Regions from separate parts of the Mus musculus genome. Here all the other regions are linked to region 4. The links are chromatin contacts, called in public ChIA-PET, Micro-C and promoter capture Hi-C maps. All regions are on one chromosome and are shown on one strand. Each heading gives the region's core, a stretch centred on a gene start, on an enhancer-like site or on the middle of the called end of the contact. The rest is flanking DNA. Distances are from core to core; before and after follow the strand shown.

The links. Promoter capture Hi-C pulls out the DNA fragments that hold promoters and counts their contacts. A called contact is a pair of places that touch in the nucleus more often than the background predicts. ChIA-PET counts read pairs in DNA pulled down with a chosen protein or histone mark.
Region 1: a promoter capture Hi-C map of pre-B cells shows a contact between it and region 4, with 5 times the contacts expected there. The contact joins the promoter of Ggt5 here to the promoter of Specc1l in region 4. A contact is called at or near these places in 5 of 39 promoter capture datasets (the C10 cell line, hippocampal neurons, neutrophils and 2 more), 1 of 484 Hi-C or Micro-C datasets (CD8 T cells) and 1 of 115 datasets of contacts at active chromatin or transcription factors (memory CD8 T cells).
Region 2: an RNA polymerase II ChIA-PET map of effector CD8 T cells shows a contact between it and region 4, with 6 read pairs. The contact joins the enhancer-like site here to the promoter of Specc1l in region 4. A contact is called at or near these places in 18 of 39 promoter capture datasets (3T3-L1-derived adipocytes, the C10 cell line, the HPC-7 cell line and 14 more) and 4 of 115 datasets of contacts at active chromatin or transcription factors (CD8 T cells, bone marrow-derived macrophages, effector CD8 T cells and 1 more).
Region 3: a contact with region 4 is called in a Micro-C map of embryonic stem cells, with 2.3 times the contacts expected there. The contact joins the promoter of Susd2 here to the promoter of Specc1l in region 4. A contact is called at or near these places in 1 of 39 promoter capture datasets (pre-B cells) and 1 of 484 Hi-C or Micro-C datasets (embryonic stem cells).

Annotation. Positions count from the first base shown.
Region 1 is chr10:75,588,041-75,592,996 of GRCm38.p6, forward strand. It overlaps Ggt5 (gamma-glutamyltransferase 5), which reads left to right and starts at 1,341. Exons shown (of 12, transcript NM_011820.5): 1 at 1,341-1,842. The coding sequence starts at 1,670.
Region 2 is chr10:75,533,525-75,538,436 of GRCm38.p6, forward strand. Snrpd3 (small nuclear ribonucleoprotein D3) reads left to right here. Exons shown (of 4, transcript NM_026095.4): 4 at 1,737-1,916. The coding sequence ends at 1,798. Among named protein-coding and RNA genes, the nearest start is that of Snrpd3, 18 kb to the left of the region's middle. Within about 2 kb of position 2,882, at least 28 of the 459 cell types and tissues checked have an H3K27ac peak or open chromatin away from gene starts, as enhancers often do. A contact at or near this core is called in CD8 T cells and effector CD8 T cells, where this site is marked.
Region 3 is chr10:75,641,639-75,646,598 of GRCm38.p6, forward strand. Susd2 (sushi domain containing 2) reads right to left here and starts at 2,370. Exons shown (of 15, transcript NM_027890.5): 1 at 2,236-2,370; 2 at 825-1,032; 3 at 487-638. The coding sequence starts at 2,305. It overlaps Cabin1 (calcineurin binding protein 1), which reads right to left. Exons shown (of 37, transcript NM_172549.3): 37 at 4,472-4,960. The coding sequence ends at 4,906.
Region 4 is chr10:75,210,757-75,215,336 of GRCm38.p6, forward strand. It overlaps Specc1l (sperm antigen with calponin homology and coiled-coil domains 1-like), which reads left to right and starts at 1,317. Exons shown (of 16, transcript NM_153406.3): 1 at 1,317-1,463.

The DNA of each region.
Region 1 (4,956 bases), core at 91-2,590, 380 kb after region 4:
ACTCCCACAGACACTCCCCTCTTCCTCTAGGAAGATGTGGGAACAGGCTTACAGGAAACAGCCTCCCTTGTCCAGGCTTAGCAGGGACTCTGGGTGTGACACTTAACAGGATGGGTGGCCAGTGCGGGCATTCCCTCTCTGGGCCTCTTTTTTTTTTTTTTTTTTTTTTTTTTGGCATTGCCAAGCCGGGGGGTACGAAGATGGGGGCGGGGGGCATGCTCAGTGGAAAGAGAGTGAGGAATGATGGGAAGGCCTGAAACCAAGAGCTCTTCTGCCCTGCACATGTATTAATTCTGATCACGAGAGCACATTGGTGGGTCCTCACTGCTCCAGCTGCCTCCCACTGGAACATCCTGAGATCATGGAAAGATAGGACCCAAGCCAGGCTCCCAGAGGAGGAGGCTCACCAGCACAGAAATAGCCCTGAGTTCTTCTGGACTCAGCAAGTGGGCCTCTGAGCTGCAGAAAAAGGGAGGGCACTTGAGCAGGGCAGCCTCGTCCTTTAGAGGTCTAAGGTTGAGTTTATGGGTCACTATGTCCCAGCACTGTGTGTCAGCAGCACTGGGTGTCAGGGCACTGGACATCTGGCCTGCCTGCCCACTCCCTTCCCACCCCATGCTCAGATGTTTGGATGAGGCTGTGCCAGGCTGTAATAAAACGGTCCCGACGAGGCTGGAGAGCTGGCTCAGCAGTTAAAAGCACTGACTGCTCTTCCTGAGGTCCTGACTCTAAATCCCAGCAACCACATGGTGGCTCACAACCATCTGTAATGAGATCTGATGCCCTCTTCTGGTGTGTCTGAAGACAGCTACAGTGTACTTACATATAATAAATAAATAAATAAATAAATAAATAAATAAATCTTTAAAATATTTTAAAAGATTCATTTCTATAAAAATTTTAAAAATTAAAACAGCACGGTCCTGAGTGGCTACCTTGGTCTACCTTCAGCCCCATCTCTGTACCAGCTGGGTGATTGCATTGAGAGGCTGCCTGGGTGGAACCAGTTGGGAGTGGAAGCTGGGGAATGGAGTTTCACCCTGCAGGAGACACCCTGACCCTGAGCTGTTGGGAGGCAGGAAAACAGTGAGAGAGGTTCCCTGAGTTCCATGTCCCAGTTCCCCTGGGTGCATCAAGCATCACATTTCCAATGGCACTGGGACTGAGGAGTCTTTGGGTGGTGTTGGGGCAGCAGGGCAGGCCATGGGATCAACTGGCGATGGAAGAGTTAACAGCGGCAGCTGGCTCTTCTCAAGAAAAAAAAAACTCCCTGTAGATGCCTGGCTTGCCTCCAGGGTTGAGCCTCGGGAGCTGAAAACTGCAAGTTCAGACCTGTGGCTAGTTCTGCCTCTGGAGGAGAGTGTAGCAGCAGCCTGGCCACAGCCTGCCGTCTGTCTATCCATAAACCCAGGCTGGCTGGCTTCCTGTTTCTCCTCTGTAACCTGCCTGGCCACCTATCTGTAAGGCTGTCCGTCATCCTTTCTGTCCAGTTGTCTGGCCTGTGTGGCTGTCTGTCTTGACCCATCGATCTTTCCCCTCTGTCCAATAGCCTGAGATCACCCTGTGTAGCTTCTTTTCCCTTCAGTTTGTCAGTCAGTTTGTCTGTCTCTGTCTGTCCACTGCCCTGTGTGTCCAGTTGCCTCCCTCTCTGTCCCTGGGCCACTGAGCCATGGCTTGGGGTCACAGGGCCACGGTCTGCCTGGTCCTGCTGGGTGTAGGTCTAGGTCTGGTTATCGTTGTGTTGGCTGCGGTCCTTTCTCCTCGTCAAGCCTCTTGTGGTCCCGGTGCCTTCACGCGTGCTGCGGTAGCGGCTGACTCCAAGATCTGCTCGGATATTGGACGGTGAGTAAAAAGTGGGTGTGAGCTCAGTGGCCCTTGGCAGCTAGCGGGTTGTGCCTGGAGACTGTGTAACTGTGGTGGGGGTGTGAAGAGGGACACGCGAGTGCCGGCTGTGCTTGCGGTGGGGTAAAGGCCATGTGTGGTTTGGCTTCCTACAACAGTCCCAGGGCCCTTGCACAGAATGGTGTATGTGTGTCCATAGGGAAGATGGGGACTCTGGACAGCATTGCAAAGATGGTGTGAGTCTATTATTGAAGATCGGCTATACAGTGCTGGTTGGAAAGGCAGACTGGATGAGACCTGTGACTTTGTGCCTGCTGGTTCTGACCAAGACTGGACCTTTTTCAGAAACCTGGGCAACGGGCTTCAGGGTTCCATACATTGGTCTGCCCTGCCACAGAGAGAGGGAGGTCCCAGGGCCAGTATAAGAAAGCACGTTACAGCTGTCAGGACCTCCCTCTCTGTGGCAGGGTCTGGCCTTGGTGAGTGGAGTGACTGATGTGGAGGCTGGGAAGGAGGGAGAGAGACAGACAGAGACAGACACAGACACAGAGAGAAAGAGAGGCAGAGACAGAGAGACAGAGACAGAGAGACAGAGAGAGGAAGAGTGGGGAGAGAGAGACAGACAGAGAGATAGACAGAGAGACAGACAGAGAGAGAGGCAGAGAGAGAGGCAGAGAGAGAGGCAGAGAGACAGACAGAGAGAGAGGCAGAGAGAGAGGCAGAGAGAAGCTACAGTGGTTGTTTCCTGACCTTCCAGGAAACCCAGCCCATGGGAAGCCTATGCTACCCACCATGCTGCCACAGGATTACCCTGAGGCAAGAAGTCACTCCTGGTCCCCTGCCTCCCACTGGGGCCCTGAAACCTGGACAAGCCTCTCCTTTTTTCTGGTCATCTGGGTCTCCTTCCCAGAATATCTGCCTGGTAGCCCACTGTCAGGGTTCAAGTGCTTTGTAAACCCAAGGCTGGGTCCTGCAGCAGGCAGAGTGGTGGTCCTGGCCCAAAATACCATGCTGTTATGCTTTTTTTTGACTGTTATTGAATGTACCTTCTGTCTGTCTGTCCTTCCTTCTTCCTTCCTTACATCCTTTCTTCCTTCTGTCCATCCTTCCATCTGTCCTTTGTCTGTTTGTCCTTCAAACCATCTGTCCTTCCTTCCTTCCTTCCTTCCTTCTGTCCATCCTTCTTTCTGTCTGTCTGTTCATCTGTTTTTCCTTCCATCCTTCCTTCTGTCTATCCTTCCTTCCTTCTGTCCATCCTTCCTTCCTTCTGTCTGTCCTTCCTTCTGTCTGTCTTTCCTTCCTTCTGTCCTTCCTTCTGTTTGTCCTGCCTTCCTTCCCGCCTCCCTTATTCCATCTGTCTACCCATTCTCTTCCACCTCCCTCGCTCACAGTAGCCCGCAACCCTGCTAACCTGGTCCTCTGAGTTCCCAGACTTCCTGGAGGATTCACATCTACATTTAACTTGGAACTCCATGGGAATAGCAGCCCGGATCAGTAGGGACAGTCCTTTCTACGTCACATGGCGCTCCCAAGGGACTCAAGAGTTAAGACCAACAGTTGCTCTGTCTCCATGAGATGCAGCATCTATTTAATCCTTCTAGAATACAAAATTGTAACTGAGGTGGGGTATGTGTGCACGCTCAGGCCCCACAGAAAACCAGCCAGAAGAGCAGCCTCTGTGAACAAAGGGGCGTGCTTCTACTATCTGTGAGAAGGCTCTCTGAACAGGGAGCATTGGTCTGCGAGGCCCAGGCTGTGGTTGGTGCTAAGAGCCTGCACTCTAAACTCTCAAGCTTCCCCTGGTGGAAAGCGGATGTGGGTTCCCCCACAGTGTTTTGTTAAACTCTTCTTGCTTCCTGTTCTTGTTTTAAGAAGTCAAGGGTGGGAGGGAACCTATGGACCCAGCTGCTTACCGTAAGAGAGTGCTTGGTGACCATAGCCAGACTAGGCCTTCAGGAAGGTGCTGTTGTGTGTCTCCTGGCCAAGAGCTTTTCATTCGACTTAGGCTGTCTGCCCGGGGGAAGAACCTGGCCAGTGTCACTGTGGGAAGTCTTGGTGCTACTGGTATTCCCCCCTACTGTTGCTGCTGCTGTTCTTGCCAGGATGGGAACGCTGTGGAAGGGTCAGTCTTTCTAAAGTCCCTCACCTCTCCCCTGGGACACCAGTGTGCCCAACCCTAGGTACTTAATGGCCACACCCTTATTTACCAAAATCATAGAAGGTAAGGCTGCTTTGGGGTTCTGGCGAGTAGGTTTCTGGAGGGCTGTCATCTGGACTGACACTGGGCTACAGGTTGGGGTGACAACTGAACCCCAAAGGCTGAGTGTCTCCTGCTGCTTCATGTCCACCTGGCATCTGAGGGTTGCACTCTTCGTTCAGAGGAGAGCAGTCACACAAGCCAAGCTCTATGGCACCATGTGGGCCTCAGTTTCCTCTCTGTGATATGGCTTTTAGGCTGCTACCTCCTTCATGGGACGCCAGGGAACACACAGGTGAATTCACCTCACACAGTGGACGTGTTCCTTCAGTAGCTAGACAGTCATTTGCCTGGATTCATCTGGACATAGGCCAAGATCTCAGGACCCAAGGGGAGATTAGGGTGTGGCTCCTGGTTCTCATCTTCCAGGACTTGGGCTTCAGTTTCTCCTCTTTCTTCCTCTCACCCTGAAACTTGTTCTGAGACCTTCCTTGTTCTCCATATTCCCGGCCAGCTCACCAGGAAGTGACTGCCTTCCCCAACCACTGGGGCTCAGGATGAAAAGCTCTTTGCACCTAGGGATGGCATACGTATACGCAAACGCCTGTGTGAACACACACGGCTGAGTGAGCCTGTCCAGGCTGTAGTGGTGACATCAGAGAAGCCTGTCGCTTCCTTGGGAACAAGTACATGGGAAATGTTTCAGCCTTTTACTGACCCAGACTGATCACATTTCCCAAGGGAGGGAAGCCAGGCCCCAGAAGCTGCCTCACCTCTTGCAACTACCTAGTAGGAATATAGCCCTACTGTAGCAGGGCTACTATAGACCCAGGCTCCTGGCTTATCCCTGTGGGGTTGGGGATACATGTGGGTAAGTCATGGGCCCTGCAACATCTAATACGTTTGTCATAGATTAA
Region 2 (4,912 bases), core at 1,632-4,131, 320 kb after region 4:
TTGCTGAACTGTCTTACCACCCCTTGTTTCTCACTTTCTTTTGTATTTTACATATATATTTTTTAAGATTTTATTTACTTTATGTATATGAGTACACTGTCGCTGTCTTCAGACACACCAGAGGAGGGCATCAGATCCAATTACAGATGGTCGTGAGCCACCATGTGGTTGCTGAGACTTGAACTCAGGACCTCTGGAAGAACAGTGGTCTTAACCACTGAGCCATCTCTCCAGCCCCTCACATTTTCTTAAACTTGACAGTAAATCCCTCCTTTGACACATGCCAGCAGTTATGACCACACTGTCCCCCAGATACTTATTAGCTGCTCTTGGAGGCTAGCCTGATTATGGCTTGCATTTGAGTCTCTGAAAAATTCTGCCACATTGTTAGGCACAAAAGCATGGTCCTAAGCAACTGCATTGGTGTTGGAAAAAAGATCTTAGGGTGTGAAAGGCCCAGGTCCTCCACAGCAGCATATGTTAATGTTTTATATGGGAGGTAGGTTCTGTGCTTAAAGACAAAATAGTTTAGGGGTTGGAGGGGGGTGGGGTTGGTTGGTTTCTTTTGTCTTAAGACTTCTAAAAAAATAAAAATAAAATAAAATCTTTGACCAGTGTTGGCTTGGTGTTAAAGGCGGTTGTCACACAAGCCTAACAGAAGTTGTCTGACCTCTACGTATACACTACACACACACACACACACACACACACACACACACCACAAACAAATAAAATGCTAAAAAAGAGAAAATGTTACCTTTGCCTCGGAGAGGGCTGCTCTTGCTGTCATGGTTAGGCTAACTGTCCATCTTAACCAGTCACATTACTGTGCACTTCGGGCAGTGAGTTGGCCCAGGCCCACTGACTGCACACAGCCCTGAGCCACCTGTGCCTTTCCCAGCGCCTTGCTCCCGTCTCTCATCAGCGAGCGTTGTGTAGTTCCCATCAGTCTCTGAAAGAACAGACAAGAATGAGATGCGTTTTGTCAGTCCACAGAACTTCCCGAGTGACTATAGAGCTTCTAGCCTCCTAGGTACATTGGGTCATAGAGTGGAAGTCTTGTGCATCTTTATGGGTAGTGTTATTTTGTTTTTGTTATTAAGCATTTTTTTCATGCAGAAAAACTCAAAAGACTAATACCCAGAATAGTACCCAGAATTAACAGATGCTACGCTAGCACTTAGGTGTCTGAATTGAGAACCAGGTTGGTATAGCTCAGTGGGTAACAAGCTTATCACACAGTGTGTGTACCTGAGCTCAGTCTATGTGTGGTAGAACCTGCTTGTAATTCTAGTACTGACAGGACCAAGATAGAATCCTGGGCTTCCTAGCCAGCCAGTCTATTCTACTTGGCAAAGTCCAGTCCAGTGACAGACCTTGTCTAAAGAAACAAAGTAGTGATGGTACGTGAGGAACAACATTTGAGGTTATCTTATGTCCTGTATATAGTCACATGCCATGGCCCTTCCTCTTATCCACACAAACAGAATTGAATACATCCGTAATAGCTCTGAGAATTTGTCATTCCTGTGCTATTATTCACACTGCTGTGCTGTCGGCACTACCTCCCACCATGACACCAGTTATCAGCACCAACTTCCACTCCTCTTCCTTCTCACCGCATGATTTGGTCCAGGCAGCCTTCCAGGCCTCTTCCAGACTGATGCCCAGGCTTCAGCTGGTGCTGTTGTGAGCATCCCAGCCCCCCTGACCTCTCTTCTTCTTCTTTGTTTCAGTGGCCGCACGAGGGAGAGGACGTGGGATGGGACGTGGGAACATCTTCCAGAAGCGAAGATAATATTCTCCATTGAAGAGAACGTTGTCCTTTCTTCTCTTTGATTATTGCAGGGGTTTTGGGGGGAGGGGGTATTACATGTGCATATGTCTTAGATTTTCTTTTGATAAACTGTTAAGCTAAATAAAATTTGGTTGTTTTGTGGTTTGTGTGAGGCTTTTTTGTTTTGTTTTGTTTTGTTTTTGAGGAAATAAGAACTGTGTGTTCGTGTTTGTAGTTTGCTTTGGCAGCAGGTTAGAATCTGACACCTTTGGACATGTACTGGGGAGATGCCAGCACTCTTCAAGCAGCAGTGTGTGATAAAGAGTGCAAGCACTTTTCAGGCCTCTTTCTAGTTGAAGGGAGAAAAGCCTAACTAAGAGAGGAACCCTGTGTTACATGAACACTCAGTGTGGCACTTTCCCAGCTAACCTGACACAGGCAACCTGACCTGTGAAGATGACTCATGCTCTGATCAGTAATACAGTAATCATAGTGTCTCAGCATTCGACAGCTCCAGAGGGAACCCTGTCTGTAGCTACTCATATTCAACTCGCTCCACACAGTGTTAGGAGCATCTCAGCATTGATAAGCACACTAATTTTTTAAAGGTTTATTTTATTATGTATGCAGCGTTCTGCTTGCATATATGCCTGCACACCAAAAGAGAACACCATCATAGATGGTTGTGAGCCACCATGTGGTTGCTGAGAATTGAACTCAAGACGGAAGAGCAAACAGTACTCTGAACCTCCGAGCCATCTCTTCAGTCCTCTTTGTTTTTTCTTGCACTTGGAGTACTCTGGTGGTTGCCTTGGCCTAATGGAGTCTTTGGTGGTGGTTATAGTTTGGTGTGCTCCTTTCCTGCAGCTTTCTTTCTCATTCAGTGTGATGCCAACTTTAGTGGGCTGATTCAAGTTGACATGTGTCGTCTCAGGGTTGGGTGCAAGCATAAGCCTGCAGCATGACCCGTCAAGCCCCACCCAGTAGGCCATGTGCGCTTCATCACCAGCTGTTTATGTGGTGAAATGTTAACATCCTTACCCTCCAGCATTTACCCTCCACCATGGCTGTGGGTTGCCAGGGGTGGGGTGGTTGACACAGATTCTCTTTACATAGACCTACTTGCTCTGTAAACTAAGTAGCTCAGACTCGGGTGCACATGCATGGACTTCCTGAGTGCCATGGTTAAGGGCGTGGGCCACTATACCCAGCCAAAAAACAAAGCTTGAGTTCATCTCTGCCTCTGTCGAATGTCATGCAGAAGAGACGGAGTGTGCCTTCATTTCTAACAGGATTGCTAGTATGTGTTGGAAACCATTTCTTTCAGGCTGGGCATGGTGGTATAGACCATAATCCCAGCACTCAGGCAAGTGGATTTCCAAGCTCAGGGCTTGCTACTTAATGAGTTCAGGCCAGCCTGGGTTAGACACTTTTCCTCCCCTCCCCTCCCAGAATACATACATACACCTTACATATTTACACATGCTTAGATTTTTTTTTTAATTCACTTTTTGAGGATGCCTGCCAGCACACATGTGAAAGTCAGAAGACAACTTTTGGGAGTTGCTCTCCCATCTTCTTTGGAATCAAACTTAGGTTGTCAGGGTTTACAGTAATTCTGCCCGCCCCCTCCAGCTTTTAGCTCATCACTTCTTTCAAATGTGTCTGCTTAGCCTTTGCTGTCCCAGTTTTGTGCACTATCATTTGTGTTCCCCAGCACCTGTCTTCCTGATTGTAATTCTGCCACTGCCATCCATACTTGTTATATCATGACTGGTTAAATTATGACTAGTAAGCCACGGAGTAGTGCTGAAGACTGTTCCCTGGGAGTAAGTCCCGTGTGCGGCCACCTGCTGGTATCTTGACTTTTATCTTGGCTTTAGTCCCTGTATATCCCTGGATCAAAGACTTGGAGCCTGTTGCTATTTATCTGTTCTTTATCTGTAGTCTGAACTGGTTTACCCTGCTGTTGTCACCCCAAGTTCTTGCCATCCCCTTCCTCAGCTCAACTCCTGTTTTCAGTGTAGGTTCTTTCTGTTTGGTTTATTTTATTGTATTAATAAATGGTGCATGAAAAGTTTGTTTGATTATTCCAAGACTGCCTATCTGAATTTTAAGTTAGAACCTGCACTCCATCCAATTGAATGATGTGTTCAGTAGGGAGACAGGACCAAACAACTACTTGTCCCAGGTAGCAAAACAAAGACAGGTCCAAGTACAGATATTACCAGAATCCAACTTGGTGAACCAATAAATTGAATTAGGAGTATTTATAAGAATATGGGTGGAGGGTTACCTACAGGAGCAGAAAATGACAAGTGTATCACCAAAACTTAACCCAGCATGGGTTCTGACATAGACCTGAAAACCTGGAGTGCACAGCATGACCTGCAGAGAGCACAACAGATGGGAGACTGTCCTTTCTAGACAGCTCGCATGGACTGGTCTGAGCCTCTTCCAGGCAACTCAGCTTGCCTACGTGTAGTGTGTTTCGGGGGGGGGGGGGGGGGTAAGAAGCATGTTGAGTCTGATCAGTTTCAGGACTTTCTTCTAAGCCTTTTGAGTTGTTCCATTCCCGAACCTAAGGGCATGACAAGGCTAGATATGATGGTCCATACCTTTAATTGCACTTGCAAGCCAGAGGCAGGCAGATCTCTCTGTGAGCTTGAGGTAACTGATTTTTTTATATAAGTTTTTGGTTATTGGTTTGTTTGGTTTGGTTTTGATTTTTCAAGACAGGGTTTTGCCGGGCAGTGGTGGCACAAGCCTTTAATCTCAGCACTCGGGAGGCAGAGGCAGGTGGGTTTTCTGAGTTCGAGGCCAGCCTGGTCTACAGAGTGAGTTCCAGAACATCCAGGGCTATACAGAGAAACCCTGCCTCGAAAAAGAAAAAAAAAAAAAAAAAAAAAAAAGACGGTTTCTCTGTGTAATCCTGCCTGTCCTAGAATTCACTCTGTAGTAGATCAGGCTGGCCTCGAACTCACAGAGATCTACCTGCCTCTGCTGCCTAAGTTCTGGGATTAGAAGTGTGCACCATCACTGCCTGGCTAAAAATACGTTTTTTTTTTTTTTTTTTTTTTTAAAGAATGAAAGCTGACACCATAGCACCAGTAACTAGTCCGTCCCCCCCACCCC
Region 3 (4,960 bases), core at 1,120-3,619, 430 kb after region 4:
CTTAATGGTGCACAAGAGACCTGGAGGGTTCTGAGAACCTCCAAGAGACAGACAGACAGCAGTCAGGTGATGGTCTCCCTCAGGGTCCCTTGGGAGGAAGATACCATGGCCGGGAAAGATAAAGGGTCTTTCCTGCAGAACTGAGGACCCAGGCCAGACCACGCCTCTCATCTGGCCCCTCCCCAGGCCCTTGCTGAGGAACCATCAGGGGGCTGGGTCTGAATCAGACCCCCATGGCTCCAACTCCTTGTGGGCCAGGACTCTGGTCTAGATGCCAGTGGTGGAGTAATGAATGACAGCAACCCTCGCCCAAGGGACTGGTTCAGCCAGAGCGACAGGTAGGCAGACTGGGTCTAGTATCAGCGCACATGGATTAGCATTGGGGAAAGTCCCCTGGCCTGGGGTTGCAGATAGGAACCAGGGCCCAGGGAGGGTGGAGTCTATTAATTTAACAGCCTAGACTGGTTTGAAAGAGTGAGAGCTCACCAGCTAGCCAAGTGCCTGCATGAGGGAAGGAGCGGCCATTGTCCATTGATATGGTGAAGGGAATATAGCCGCTTTCATAGAGCAAGGGTGATATGCAGTGCACTTGATAGAAGTCGTCGACATAGCCAAGGGTTTGGATACTCTCCTTAAACCTGAGGGACAGAGATGGGTGGAGGCAGCCTGAGCCAAAAGCTATGGAAATGGGTTAGGCTAGGTGCGCCAGTGTTCTCCTGCCTGCCCTCGGTCCCAGGGTGCTACCTCCAGCTCCCCCACTCTATGCTTGGGATTGAGCGTGTAGGAGCCCTAATGACCTAGCTGTTTAGGTCCCCACCCCCCACCTGCAAATGACCCCATCAGTAGGGTCAGTCCACTTTAAATGTTGCACCACGAAGTCTTTGCCACCCATCATGGACCCTGAGGAGGGTAAAATCTCTAGGCAGTAGTCCAGAAAATCTTCACAACAGGTGCCAAGGCCCGAGCAGGTTGGGTGACAGGAACAGAGTCCATCCTGTGCCCCGCAGCGCAGGGAACAGCTTCCCTGGGCACCTGGAGAAGAAAGCCCCGTGTCCCAGGGTCAGCTGCCTGACCAACAGGGCCCGTTTCCCCTGGAGCCTGTGAGAAGCGTCCATGAGACAGACCAGGGATTGCTATGGCTACCAAGTGGCATGGTGGAAAGCCACCGGCTCTGTGGGCGGGGCTCCATTTTAGCACAGGTAATGGAGTGGCTTTGTGGGTCCTCACAGCTAAAAAAGGGTCCCCGTGCTTTCTGATAGGGTACATAGTCACCAAGAGTCCTACTGAAGGCCGGGGAGGGAATGGTATCTGGGTTGAGCTTGTCCCATCTCTTTCTGGGGGTGGGACACAGTTGAATCTCAGAGAGCCCCACCCTCTGAGAAGGCAGCCAGGACACTCCCTTTTTAGGGGATAGGAGGGGACATTCCAGTGAGGGTTGCAGCACAGTGTAGTTGGGAATACCCCATAGAAACTGTGGAACATCCTGTCTAGGCCTAGCTGTTCAGCCCACTTCCTCTGTGGGCTGTGGAGACCTGTGGTAGGGCTGTACTTCAGCCCCAGAGCTGAAAAGTGGAGACTGGGGTGAGGTACAAATTCCCAGGCCAGACCACACCTTCCCCAGACCCTTGATGGAGATCCACCAGGAGCCGGGCTGCGGTCTAAGCCATTAGACCACCTCACTAAGCTTATACTCCGGAGCAGCAATAAATATTTATCGGCTAAGGTTTAACGACTGCAAGGGGTGTGGGAAGATGCTTCAAGATGCCATGAGATAAAGTACCAGAAGGGTGGTGGCACTTGTGTGAAGCAGGAGACTGCAGGCTGGTTAACTCCCAGCTCAGCTCAGGGAAAGGCCATGGCTCTAGGCTCATCCTTCCTGCTAGACTTTCTTGGTTGCGCCGAGAAGGACCAGCACAGGGACAGATGAGAGGCAGGGGGTTCCCTGTGTGATTGCACCCTTCACAGAGGCTGGGCTGCAGGCTCTGGTCTTCCGGGATTCCCTCCCAGGCCCTTATGTGAGTGCAGAATGAGCTTGGTTCAGACCTCCCATCTCCACCAGAAGTGTCTAGATCCAGGAGCCCCCCCCACCCCCCCAGTTTCTTCCCAGTACTCCCCAGTGTAGTCACAGATGGACTGCCAGATGGATAGACAGCTGAGCCCAGAGGGGTGTCTGCTTAGGGCCTGGCTGATCAGGCAGATGAACAGGGAGGTCAGAAGGACAAAGTGGGGGCATACCTGCTGTGAACCCGGGGCCTGGTATTGTTGAGAGCAGCATCAAAATCCAAGGCAGGAGGGCCAGCTTCATGGTGTGCCCTGTGTCTGCAACCAGCAGGCAGCACAGTGGCTCAGAGATTTGCAGGGCAGGCTCTTGCCTGGCTGGCCAGGCCCCGCCTCCTGACCCCGCCCAGCGTTCTGCGGCATCACTCCTCCCCTCCCCTGCCCTCCCCGCCCCCTCTCAAAGTCCACAGGTGCCGATAGACAGGCAGAGCCCGAAGTGCCTAGTTAGCACATTCTTGTAGCATCATCACAGCCTTGGGACCCTGTGTGAGAATGAGGGGCTGGAGCGTCCAGATGCTAAGACCTTTGGCACCTGAAGCGGAATGGCGAGACAGCTCAGACCCTGGGGTCACAGTCCAGTCTTGTGTGTGAGGTTTCTGTTGGTTGGGTGGGAGAAGTCCTGGCCCCTTAGGGCAGACCTAGACCTCTGCTTCCCCTAGGGAGGTGTTGCTAACACACACTCAGCCTGACAGGCGGAGGTGGAGAAAGAATTAATCTGTTTGGATTTTAAGCACATAGCATGGACTTGAGACTGGGTCATTTCTGATGAATAGCCAGCCAGCTTTAGAGTCACTACCGAGACGGAGGAGCCCAGGGCTGAGGCCAGCCTAGCTCCAGTGTTGTCAGTTGGGGAGCTAACAGATCCTGTTGAGGGTTAGAAGGAAGGAGCCTGGTGGAGACCAGCTACTGGCTTCTGGGAGACCTTGATACTAGGGTGACTCATGAAGGACCCCAAAGCTGGGACTCTCTCTCACTCAGGGATTGTCACCTGGGCTAGACATCAGGACAGGGGATCTGTAGTGTTTCAATGCAGACACACTGGCTAGCCTCACAGGGGAGGAGGTGCTCAGGTGGCTGGCTTGTGAACCAAAGCCATCTGATCTGTGATTCTCCTCTGGTCCTGGGTCTCAGCCAGCCTATTGTTCTATGGGCCTAGTCCCCTCTCACTTAGAATGACTACCCAGAACTAGTCGGGGCTGGAGGTGACAGTGTCTCCCACGAGTATCTGAGGAGACCCGAGGTATAGGAGTGGGAACCAACTACCCCTAAGGTAACCCTGCCCCTATTATACCTGCAACCCCATAGGTGGATTTGGTTGAGAAGTCACCACCTTCCAGGGGAAAGAAAATCTACTAAGCCACAAGGGGCTCTATATGGGTGCTTTTGTGTGCACACTGAGGTCCTGTGGTGGTAGCAGTCGATGCTAACAACCCAGGCCCAGGATTGCGGTAACTCCCTACCCTGAGAGGCATGGGTAAGCAGAGGGGTATGGCTAAGTGACTGCTGTCCCCAGCGTCTTGGCTGTCCAGATGGCTGGCCTGGTAAGGACCCATCCTGGGTTGCCATGCTTCCAATCCATGGCCTTGGATTATTAGGTCTAGTCAACAGATTCTTCTCCATTGAGGGCTCAGTCTATGGCGGCACACAGGCGTATGGACTCGGACTTGTCTTCATTCTGGTCCAGAGTTTGCAAGGAGAGATAAATGGGGCTCTGACTATGGGTGACAGTCATGGCAGGCAGGTATGAGGTGCTAGGACTTAAGTATCTCCAAGATAGATGGTGTGGAGCCCAGGAAGGGCAGGGTTGTTTCAGTTTTGGTCAAGTGTTGTGGCACATGCCTTAACCTCACTCAGGATGCTGAGGCAGGGCTGACCTGGCCGATCCAGGCTATATAGCATGATCTTCTAGGGCTTCAATTTGGCTTCTCCTCAAATCTTACATTTTTATTTTGCAGACTGTCTGTACACTACATGTGTTGCAGCACCTGCAAAGGCCAGAAGAGAACATTGGCTCTTTTGGAACTGGAGTTGAGAGCTGGGTGTGGACTGCAGTGCGTGCGTGCATGCATGCAGGAATCAGAGCATCGAGTGCTCTTAAGGACTGAGCCAACTCTCCAGCGCCTCAATCTTTTAAGCCAGCAGCTCACATGTGTTCTGTCCTGGTCACCACTCTAGTGTAGTGTCTGGGAGGAACTATGATGCAGTAAGGCTCCCTCTTGGGCTGCTCTTTCCCGTGGTGCCCTGCGGCTAACTCCCCGGCATCACCTAGCTCTGCTTTCTTTGGGACTTCCCACTTACAGTACCGGAGCTCTTGGAAACCCAATGTCCTCTCAGACATTTCCGTCCTTTCCCAGGGATTCTGCATAGGAATCCCTGCACAGCGAATATCCCCCAGGATGAGCAAAGAGGCAGAGACTATTTTCCACCTTTATTAGAAAAAGAAGCAACAATGACAAAAAAAGGGTGTGGGGTGAGCTGGGCTCCTGATAATGTCTCTACCAGAACCCAAGCTGGCCTCCCTGGGCACTCGGCTGTGGGCCTGATCAGCCGGACATGGGCTTGGAAAGAAAGTCAGTATTTCATTACAAAAAGAAGTGCCATCCCTACTGCGCAAAACACAGCCAGTGCACGTACGTGCCTAAGACAGGCCTTATCTTCCTCTGGACCAACACAATGTGTGGACAGCCTGGACCCAGGCAGGGTGCTGTAAAGAGGGGGCTGGGCAGCTTAGGAGACCACAGGACACGCTACCTCACATAGGCTTCTGGCCTTGCCCAGGGTCTGGACAAAGGGATCCCAGGCCTTGCTGTTGCCCTGCTATGGCTGCAGGCCTCTGGGTGGACTCCTTCATACGTCCATGAAGTCATCATCCTCGTCTGTCTCGCTCTCCAGTGAGGACTCC
Region 4 (4,580 bases), core at 67-2,566:
TAAATTTTCTTAGAAATGCATTCAGAGATATTTATTTATTTATTTAGGGGGGGGCTGGAGAGATGGTTAGGAGCACTGGCTTCTTCCAGAGCTCCTGAGTTCAGCTCCCAGCAACCTGTGTACACATGGTGGTTCACAACCATGTATAATGAGATCTGACATCCTCTTCTGGTGTGTCTGAAGACAACAACGGTGTACTCATATACATAAATATCCATATACAAAATCTTTAAATTTATTTATTTATTTATTTATTTATCTATTTGCTAATTTATTTGAGACAGGGTCTCACCATGTGGCAATGGCTGGCCTGGAATTGGCTATATAGACCACGTTGGCCTGGTACTCACAGAGATGATCCATCTTTGCCTCCTGAGTGCTGATATTAAAAGCATGTTCCACTATGCCCAGTGAATCAGAGATTAAATTCTTAAAAAGAAAACATCAAAGAATAATGTTCCGGCTAGGTCTTGTCAGTTTGATCTAAGTTACCATTATCTGGGAAGAGGAACTTCAGTTGAGAAAATGTCTTTGTTAGATTGCCTATATACAAATCTATAGGGCATTTTCTTGGTTAATGATTGATGTGGGAGAGGCCAGGCTCACCAGGATGTGGTGTGACCCCCTAGGGGATCCTGGATGATATAAGAAAGCAGGCTGAGCAAGGCATGAGGAGCAAACCAACAATCTGTGTTTCTCCAAAGCTTCTCTGCTTCAGTTCCTGCCTTCAGGTTCCTTTGAGTTCCTGCCCTGACTTCTCTCAGTGATGGTGTGTGACCTGGGAGTTGTAAGCCAAATAAACCCTTTCCTCCCCAGGTTGCTTTTGGTCATGGTGCTTTTATTATAGTAATAGAGCCATTTACAAATTTAAAAAGTAAAATAAAAACTACACAGGAATTACATAAGCTTATAGAACTCTTTAACTTTATAATGCTAGTGATCTTGTTCCCTTTAATGGGTGGAGTAGGGACCGGTGTTGCTCATGTGCTGGGAACATAATGGGTGCCTGGCATGTGCATTTTTCTCAACTGTCGGGTTCAGCACACTGTAAACATACATTTCAACCAGAGCGGACCTATTTGCCTTGGAGGAAAAACGAGAGACTAGGAGCACTTCCAGCACAAAAGACTGCAGTTATCTAGTTGCACCGCCGACTAGCACAGCGCGTGCGCGGTCCAGAACTCAGCGCGAAGAGGAGGTGTGACAGCTGGCGCCTGCGCAGTAGCAGCCCAGGGAGGCGCCGATCACGGCACATGCGCGGGGAGTAGAAGGGGGCGGCACCGGTGGATAAGGGGCGGGCGGAGGGCGGGAGCCGCAAGGGAGACAGGGCGGGCCGAGGGAGCGGCGCCGTGGGGTTGGCTGTTGCCCTGAGGCCGGACTCAACGGACCGGGCCGCGCCACCGGGCGAGCTCGCCGCCCGGCCCCAGCCCGGAGCCAGCGAGTGAGCGAGGCGGTGCCGCGCGGTAAGAGCCGGGGCAGGGTCTTCTCCGCTTGTGCCGCGGGCACGTTCGTCTCCTCAGCGCCGCCCGCGCGGCCAGGCCCGGGCGGCCCCGCAGACCCTGGCGGCCCCGCGCCTGCGCTGTCCCCCCTCGTCACCCCCCCCATCCCCAGCCATCCCGCGCCTGCGCCGTCTCCTGCCCGGGCGGACCTCACAGCTTGCCCCGCAGATCCCCCGGGAACCCAGGCTGGCGTGGTACCCAGCTGGCTGGGGGTCTCATCCCTGCGGAGAGGCTGGGTGCGACCCTGGTGCTTGTGTTCCCTGTGGTGTCGGGAGAGACCGGGCATTCATCCTAGTTCCTTGCCCTGGGCTGGGACAGGTTGCCTCCCCATCTGGTGCATTGAGGGTGGGGAGCAGGAGCGGAGGTCCCCCGAAGGCTGCGCCCTGCAGTGTTAGGACCTGGCTGTTGGAAGCTGGCAGTGTTCTTTATTCTTGAGACTTGGCTAATTATGTCAGATTGGATGTGGATGTTTCTGTGTGTTGTTGAAGAAATGCTGCATTTTCATTAGAGGCGTGTGTGTGTGTGTGTGCATTTTCATTAGAGGCTTGTGTGTGTGTGTGTGTGTGTGTGTGTGTGTGTGTGTGTGTGAGAGAGAGAGAGAGAGAGATAGAGAGAGAGAGAGATAGATAGATGGTGGCGATACCCCAGAGAACACTAGAAAAGAAATCGGTTTCTGGTGGGCTTAGCCGCCTAAAACCAAACAAAAATTTCTGTGATCATTCAAATGCAGGCATCCTTGATTTTTTGTTTTGTTTTGTTTTGGGTTTTTTTGTTGTTTGTTTTTTGTTTTGTTTTTGTTTTTGTTTTCACTCTCTTGAAGATCAGTCCTAAAGTGCGGCGGGGTGAGGGGGCACCCTTTGACTGTCATGACAGAGAATCGTAAAGTTTGGCCTACACCTGTAATCCCGAGGCCAAGGCTGGATGAGCTCCAACTGGGCTGCAGAGTAAGGCCTTGTCTCAAACTACAAACAAAAACAAAACAAAAAACAAATCGCGGAGCCCAGGAAGGCTTCTTGTCATTCAGGAAGCTAAATCTTGAGGTGAAATCAGCTGTGGACTACAGGCAACAACAGTTCTATCTAAAGGTTTGGAATGAGGCACCAGCGTTGTTGCATAGGCATTAAAGGCACCGTTCGGTTGGTCCTCTTTCAATATGTCAGGAATGGAAAGAGTTTGAAAAGCAATACGCCTGTGCTGAATTCTGTACAGACTCTTTTTTTTTTTTTTCTCTTGTCCTTTCCTTGTACTGGGATAATATAAGCAATTGACGATGGAAGTGTACTTGAGGGTTGAGTCGTATATGGATAACTTCACTCTCCCATCTTTGGTATTAAGGGCATGGAATATGGCTAGATAAGTGTTTTATAGCTAAGCTATATCTACTCCCCAGCTTGATAAAAATTGAAGTAATGTCTCAAAATATCCAACCAATATAGAAGGGGATATGGAGAAAAAAGTATGTTGGTCTCGTTACATTTTCTTTCCTATTGAGAAAGAGCTGATGCCCCCTTCCCTTTTTCCCCCTTTTAAAAATGTCTCATTTTCCCTTTGGATCTAGTGTACACCAAATAGTGTCCTAACCTTTTGAAATTTTAGATAGCTTGAGAATGCTTTGTATGCTTGTCTGTGTATATCCCAGGTATGTAGGAATCTTCTTGACATTTTCAGCAAGAAAGTGATTTTTTTTTTTGTACCATAGAAAAGCAGTATGAAGGTGTCTTTGTATCATTCAAAATATCAGTGTCAGATGCAGAGAGGAGAGTAATTATAGCTAAAGTGAAATTTGCTCAGGGTGTGTACCTACATCTTGTTTTCTTGACATGTGACTTGTGAAGTAGAAATTGGCTTTCTGACTGACTTGACAGAGCTCATTGTTCAGATGACTCAGGTATCGAAAAAGGTCAAAATTCCTATGAGGGTCGAGTTTTCTTATATACAGGACTTGCTGAATAACTGTATGTCTATTTAAATCACATGTCTAGCTTGCACAAAGTATTACTGCAGACATCTCACCTTGATAGAGGAATGATGACAGTGTAAGGGGTTGAGAGAGTTTCCTTTTCTTTTTGGCCTCATGGCTTTGGGAAAGTAAGCTTTTCTGGACCTGTTTCTCCATTCTGTGCTTGCACACAGAGGAGCTTCAGGAGCTATTTCAATATTAAAGAATCCTTATCTACAGTTTTTAGCCAACGATGATATTGTAGTTTCCTTCTCAAAAATTTGGGTGATGAGGCAGGCTGTATAGTATGTCTGAGATGATTAAATCTGAGATACCCTAGGGTAAAAGAATTTGAGTAGGTGTTTATGTCATAAAAACTAGGACAATGTTGGGAGTTTTGATGATACTGAAGGTATTAAATTTAAAGGACTGTCATTTCTAAAACAAAACAAAAACCATTCATTTTCTTGGTGCTAGGGGCTGAAGAGTTGGCTTAGCAGCTAAGTACATTTGTTGCTCTTATGAAGGACCTGAGTTTGGTCCCCAGCACCCACATACATAGTGCCTCACAACCGTCTGTAACTGTAGATACAGGGGACCCAGCACCTTCTATAGGGCAGCAAGCATGCATGTAGTGTACATATATACATTCATGCAAAACACTCATACACATAAATAAGTTTCATATTTCAGCATCTAGTTAGACATGATTTTTACAAGTTTGTAGTTTAAGTTGTATTGGAGGTTGAGAAAGATTGCTTATGTGTAGTAGTTTGAGGCCAGTTGTAGCAATGTAGGTAGGTAGGCTCTATTAAAAAAAGATTAAACATCATTTATGATGGTGATACCAAATGATGATTTATGGTCATTGCAAATGTAAATACAAGAGAGCATATTTACTGTGAGTTTAGAAGTAAAGAGCCTAAAGTCTTGTTTTGTTGTTACTGTTAGTGAGGCTAAGACAAAATTTCTAGGCTGTTGCTTTTAAAAAGATTCAAATACAGCTGCCTGGCTTGGTGGCACATGGGGTTCCAGACTGCATAGAGAGACCCTGTCTCAAAAGCCAAAAAAAAAAAAAAAAAAAAAAAGAAAGAAAATTCCTGTTATGATTATCCTTAAAATGTAGTTCTTGGGCTGAGGCT